Linked DNA regions of Ovis aries: region 1 is linked to region 2. The links are chromatin contacts, called in public Hi-C maps. All regions are on one chromosome and are shown on one strand. Each heading gives the region's core, a stretch centred on a gene start, on an enhancer-like site or on the middle of the called end of the contact. The rest is flanking DNA. Distances are from core to core; before and after follow the strand shown. Region 1 has its middle 79 kb from the start of RPS23. Region 2 overlaps LOC101123629 (V-type proton ATPase subunit S1-like protein).

Region 1 (2,871 bases), core at 124-2,623, 42 kb after region 2:
ATATCTCTTATTTCACCAATGAAAATTTATCTCATATCTTTATATAAATTAATCTTCTAGTGCAGATTTGGAAAGCCATATTAACAGCTTCTTACAATAGGCTTCTCAGAGAATGACTGATTAGGGTCTTTCAAATTCTAACTTAGCTGACCCTAGGGAGTTCACATTAGTTAAGTTTCACTTACAAGTACCCTGTTTGGGAGGACAAGTATTTTAGAATAAATTAGACACTGTAACACAACATTGAGAACTGATAATCTTTATGATCCCACCAATAAAGATGTGATTAGGCTCCTTTTATACTTACATAAAAGACTAAAATGTCAAACTAAAACAATTTTTTGAGCCCAGGTTAGAAAGTTTTATATGGTTCTTTTAACATCAAACAATATTCAAAATGATCTCAGGCATCTGTTATTTTTATGTGCTTATTGTAAATGGAAGATTGAAATAATGCTTTATAAAATGAAATTATTTATGTAATCAGTTTATTATTCAATACACAGTCAACATAGATATTTTTTAAAGTTGAAATATTTTTGAATAAGTCAGTTTGATAGTTTTTAAAGTTATATAATGTGGCACCTTTGTGAAATCATGTATTTGTACAAGGGAATGTATTTTGGTCACATCAGAGAAATTTCATCTGACTCATTCAAGCATAACTCTTACATTTGTTAGAAATATGATCATCATATTCTCATAGGAAAATATTCATTTTGTCATTATATATCATGATTTTAGATACAGAATTAATTTTTGTCTTGTTTTGCCAAAAAATTGGCCACATTTCCAAGCAATCCACATTATATATTCATACTCTGAGCATTTTTTCTAATATAAAAAGGTTTCCCTTTTATACTATCCCACATATAAATCCAGACCTCAAAGTATATCTGTATATATATGTGACGGTTAAACATGGATGTGGGATGTGATGCTTCCTTCAGCCTATGACTTCCACTGAGCACCTATTATCTGCCAGGTACTGTACTGAGCACAGGATGGGTTGTCTGTGCAGCAATAAGCCAACGGCTGTGTCCCCAGCCTCCTGGAGCTACAGACGAACAGCAAGAATGTGTGGGACCCTGGTGGTCAAAGTGGGAATCTCTAAGAAAAATTTGCTTACAATGTTTGTTGGGAGACTGGTTTAAAAGTCTCTTCTGCTGCAGAGCGATAAGGCCCCGGTGGAGAGCCAGATCCCCTCTCAAACTCACACTCTTTATTTCCTGGGGGAGAGGTCATGTCAGCTTCTGTGACTTGGCTTGAAACCATTGAAACTGAATGTGCCATCCAGATAGAAGCGCTCTGTGAGAGGCTGTCGGCATAACAAGGGTGACAGTGTGAACCCCCACGGCACTCCACACCCGGGCCGGCCAGGGATGACAGAGGGCGATTCATGCCCATCTGCAGCCGCTCTGCTCTGTGGACTTCAGGAGGAAGCTGCAGGACTGAGGGCTTTTGTAGCTCAGGGGCTGGAGGATGAAATATGACCCATCTCTGTTTCTTAGCCTTGTTCTCATCTAAGCCCAGGAAGTGGAACGGGCTGAGGGCCGGGGAGACAGTGGTGCAAGCTGTTTCGGGAAGGCTTGTGCTGGCTTCCCACAGGACCACAGGACATTTTCTGCTGACCCCTGTCAGGCTGACCCCCAACCCCCACCCCTCAGTGTCAGGAATGTCAGACCTCCTTTCAGAATCAGAACAACTCATCAAACATGAATGACCGCAGGCCGAATTGGCCTCTCCCCGAGGATCTAACCTTGGTTGTGTGGGGTATTGAATTTGGTGGTTTCTGAAGAGTGTTCATGCAGCTGCAGATGGGGATCTATCCCAGCTACATGCTGAGCATTCAGTCCTGTGTGCTGGCCTGGTTCCCAAGCAAATGAAGGAGTGTTATTAATAATAGGTGGTGTCTGTTTAAGTTCTGCTGAGGAGAGGGAGCCATGCACTAGTCTTCTAGATTTTGCTTTAAGTTCCGTATTTGTTCTGTTGCACAAATCTAGCCCCTCCCCAAATCTAATTAGAGGGCCCCAGAGAGCTTTTGTTTCTTCACAATTACACAACTTTTTAAACTTGAGCATAGAGATGCTATGCCCTCATTCACATAATCCCCACTCTGCGTTGGAGGGCTGTCATAGGTAGCTATCCCCACTGTCCCACTGGCCCATAGCAGGAGGATCCCTGGTTTAAGGTTGGGTACACTGATCATCCTGCTATTCCCCCACTTGGAAGGACACAGGCCGATAGTCCCCTCCTTGGCTTGATGCCAGATGAGTCCTTGGGACCTGGGGATGGAGTGATGGGGGAGACTCACAGCCTCACCTTTGCCCTGTTCCCAGCATGGGACTCTGCTGTGGCTGCTGCATGGTGTGCAATTCTGCAGATGTATCTTGGCTTTCAAGATGCAGAGTGTTGGCTGGCCCGGTGCTGGGGGCTCCCAATAGGGGCGTCATGTGCTCTGTGTTTTTCTCTGATTTTAATGTTTCCATCTGGGGTTTTCCTGCTCATTGCAATAGGACTTCTCTTCAGCCTGTGCTTAGCTCTGTTTTATCTGTCTTGGTGATGGAGAGAGATAGCTTTAAGGTAAGAAGACTAGATGTTCTCATTTTCTTGCCCACCATCCACATTCCTTCTGCCCTGTTTTTTCCTGGCAGGACCCAGCTCTGCTCTGGGTGGTCCCACCCTGAAAACTGGGCACACCCAGGATCTACATGAGAGCTTAGTCCTGCGCCTCTTGAGAAGAGCATCCCTCAGGGGAGCAATGTGACCTCCCCCTGCCACAGTGGCAGACGATGGTGTCTCTGAAGGGCAAAGAATGCCTTCACCAAAAAGGGGCCTGAACCCTGCCCTTTTATGGAATCTGGAGCTAAA
Region 2 (2,700 bases), core at 28-2,527:
TTGTTGATTCATAATGTTGTGTTAGTTTCAGGTGTGTAGCAAAATGAATAATCACATTAACATTTTTATCTCTTTCTAGAATTTTTTTCTATGCAGTCACACATTTTTTTAATGAAAAAAGTGATCATGACATATGCATATTGCACCTTTTTTTATTGCTAGAGAATATTCCATTCCAAAATGGCTAAGAGCTCTTGTCTCCGATTGGATTCTAAGCCCAGCTCCAATGCTTACTTGTTAGTCATTTAACCTCTTTGTGTCTTAGATTTCTCACCTGTGAAATGAGGATATTATCTATCTCATGGTGTTGCAGTGAAGATTAAATAAAATACACATAAAGAACTTAGATGCCTGACACATAGTAAGAGCTACTACTTTTATTTTTGACCATTATTTAGTTAATTCTGTATTATTGTCCACTCAATTTTCAGATTTTTTGCAATAATAAAATTATTTTAATTAAAAAAAAGAAAAAAAAAAACAAAGAATTCTGTATTTCTTCTTTTGTAGAAATTTGTCTTTCTTACTTTTAGGGGCTTCTCTGTTAATTGGCCCATGAAGAGCTCTAGTTCCGAACTAGAAAGTAAAGCCTCTCTCTGAGTCAGTTCTACTTCCTGACAAAAGAGGGCGCAATTGTACCGTTTGTAGACAATGCCCTGCGTCAGCAAATGTAAAAGTGCTTTCAGGGTAATACTGTTTTATAATCATTTTCAGATTCGCCCTTACCAGTTACAAGTTGTCTATCCAGAGATGGTATAGTTTGCACCGAGTCGAGGTTATTTTTAATAACTCAATTCAAGCAACTTTTAATGCAACTGGCATTTACGCTCCGTCAAGTTACTCCTACCATTGCCAGCGCGTCAGCAGCCTGCAGGCGGACGATGCCCTCTTGTTGCCCAGCGACACCAGTGACATGTCAAGCCTGTGGGAGGTCACTTTTGTTGATTTCCAGGTAACAAACTAAAACCTGTGCTCAGTGGCCCTGTGTGTTTGGTGCCAAAGAAACTCAGTGTTTGTTTCAAAACATAGACGTTTAAGGAAAAGAGAGTAGATATCTTTAAAATAATATCGGTATGAGTTATCTTCTTAATCTTCTAAGGTATGAAATAGAAAAGGATCAAGTATTTCCTCTTCCTGCACAGTGATCCCCCCATGCCCTCATCCCAAGAACTTGCTTTTACATTCAGGTTTTTCCAGTCCCTAGTAATTATCAGTGAGGAATGCCAGCAATCTAAGCCAGAGTGAAGCTGTGGCATGAAGCCTGGTGACTGACACTTCCTGGAGTGAGAGGCCCTTTTGGGGAGAGGAACTGTCGGACAATTATTTTATTTCCTTCAGGGAGAGGAGTAGTGATCTTATCAGGGCAGATAAGAAGTACGTCTGCAGTGTGAATGACAGGTTTGGCATTTGGCATAGGAATGGAACTGTCAGCCAGGGAGTCACACATATCTCAAAGATCCTCTTGACAGTATCTGGGGAAAGTCATGGAGACACAAGAGGTTCCTTTTCACCACCAGAATCTCAGGCTGAGGGACATCTGTCAACTTCATCCTGTTTACATGTTAAAACAGCTTAACTTGTTCTTCTAACTCACTGAAATAGGCAGGGTTTTACATGTCCCTTTTCTGGGTACTTCTTGATTTTTTCCATATATAAATGTATATTTATTCCCCTTGCCCCTAGCTTGGAGAAGTGTCGTGTGGTTGTTTGGGGTAGGGAAAGAGTTCCCATTTCGGGATTCGAAAGACATGGTTTTGAATTAACGTCTCAGTCACTTGGGCTGAGCTACTCCACTCTCTTGATTTCTGACCTGTCTTTATGGATGTAAAGAATTCATGGCCTAATATATGCGGCAACACCCAGGACCATATTAGGCATGGATTAGCATGGATTAACAGTGGCACTGTTGTAATTATATTACATACTTTGTCTTAAAAAGTTACCATAATGCTGCAAGATAGCTGGTATTATCCCTATTTTACAAATGAGATGACTGAAACTGGTGATTACGTAACTGTTCAAAGTGGTATAATTGGTAAATGCAAAGAGTCGGACACGACTGAGTGACTGAACTGAACTGAACTGAGAGGCAGCAGCAGCAGAGGCAGATTTTGAATTGTGGGCTGTCTAGCTCCAAAGATACTTTGTAATACATATAATGTATATATCTGTTTGTATAATACTTATAAAGTATATATTATATCTATTTCTTTTTCCTGCCCTTTCAAAAAAGAAGCAGGCAGAAAGGGCAATGAAGAGGTAATCATGAAAAAAGGACTAACTCACACCTTTCCTAATTAGAATAGAATTAACTGATTTATACTTCCACCTTGGTCCAGAAATGACTTAAAATGACTATAGAATACTTCAAGAAAAATAATTTTGAAAAAGAGTCAAACCACTTCACATCAATTAAGGATGATTATTTTATATATATATATATGTATATATATATATATATATAAAATCTCCCAAACTGAAAATAACAGCTATTGGCAAGGAGGTAGAAAAATTAGAACCCTTGTACATTGCTGCTGGAAATGTAAAATGGTGCAGCCACCACGGAAAACAGTGTGCTAGATCCTCAAGAAATTAAACGTGAAATTACAGTGAGATCCAGCAGTTCCACTTCTGGGTGTACACCTAAAAGGACTGAAAGCAGACACTTGAACAGATGTTTGTGCACTCTGTATTCATAGC

The links. A called contact is a pair of places that touch in the nucleus more often than the background predicts.
Region 1: a Hi-C map of hypothalamus shows a contact between it and region 2, with 2.1 times the contacts expected there. The contact joins two enhancer-like sites. A contact is called at or near these places in 3 of 16 Hi-C or Micro-C datasets (hypothalamus and tail adipose tissue).

Annotation. Positions count from the first base shown.
Region 1 is chr5:79,855,473-79,858,343 of ARS-UI_Ramb_v3.0, forward strand. No RefSeq gene overlaps it. Among named protein-coding and RNA genes, the nearest start is that of RPS23, 79 kb to the left of the region's middle. Within about 2 kb of position 1,374, at least 9 of the 54 cell types and tissues checked have an H3K27ac peak or open chromatin away from gene starts, as enhancers often do. A contact at or near this core is called in hypothalamus, where this site is marked.
Region 2 is chr5:79,813,579-79,816,278 of ARS-UI_Ramb_v3.0, forward strand. LOC101123629 (V-type proton ATPase subunit S1-like protein) reads left to right here. Exons shown (of 8, transcript XM_004009062.5): 7 at 715-952. Among named protein-coding and RNA genes, the nearest start is that of RPS23, 37 kb to the left of the region's middle. Within about 2 kb of position 1,278, at least 13 of the 54 cell types and tissues checked have an H3K27ac peak or open chromatin away from gene starts, as enhancers often do. A contact at or near this core is called in hypothalamus, where this site is marked.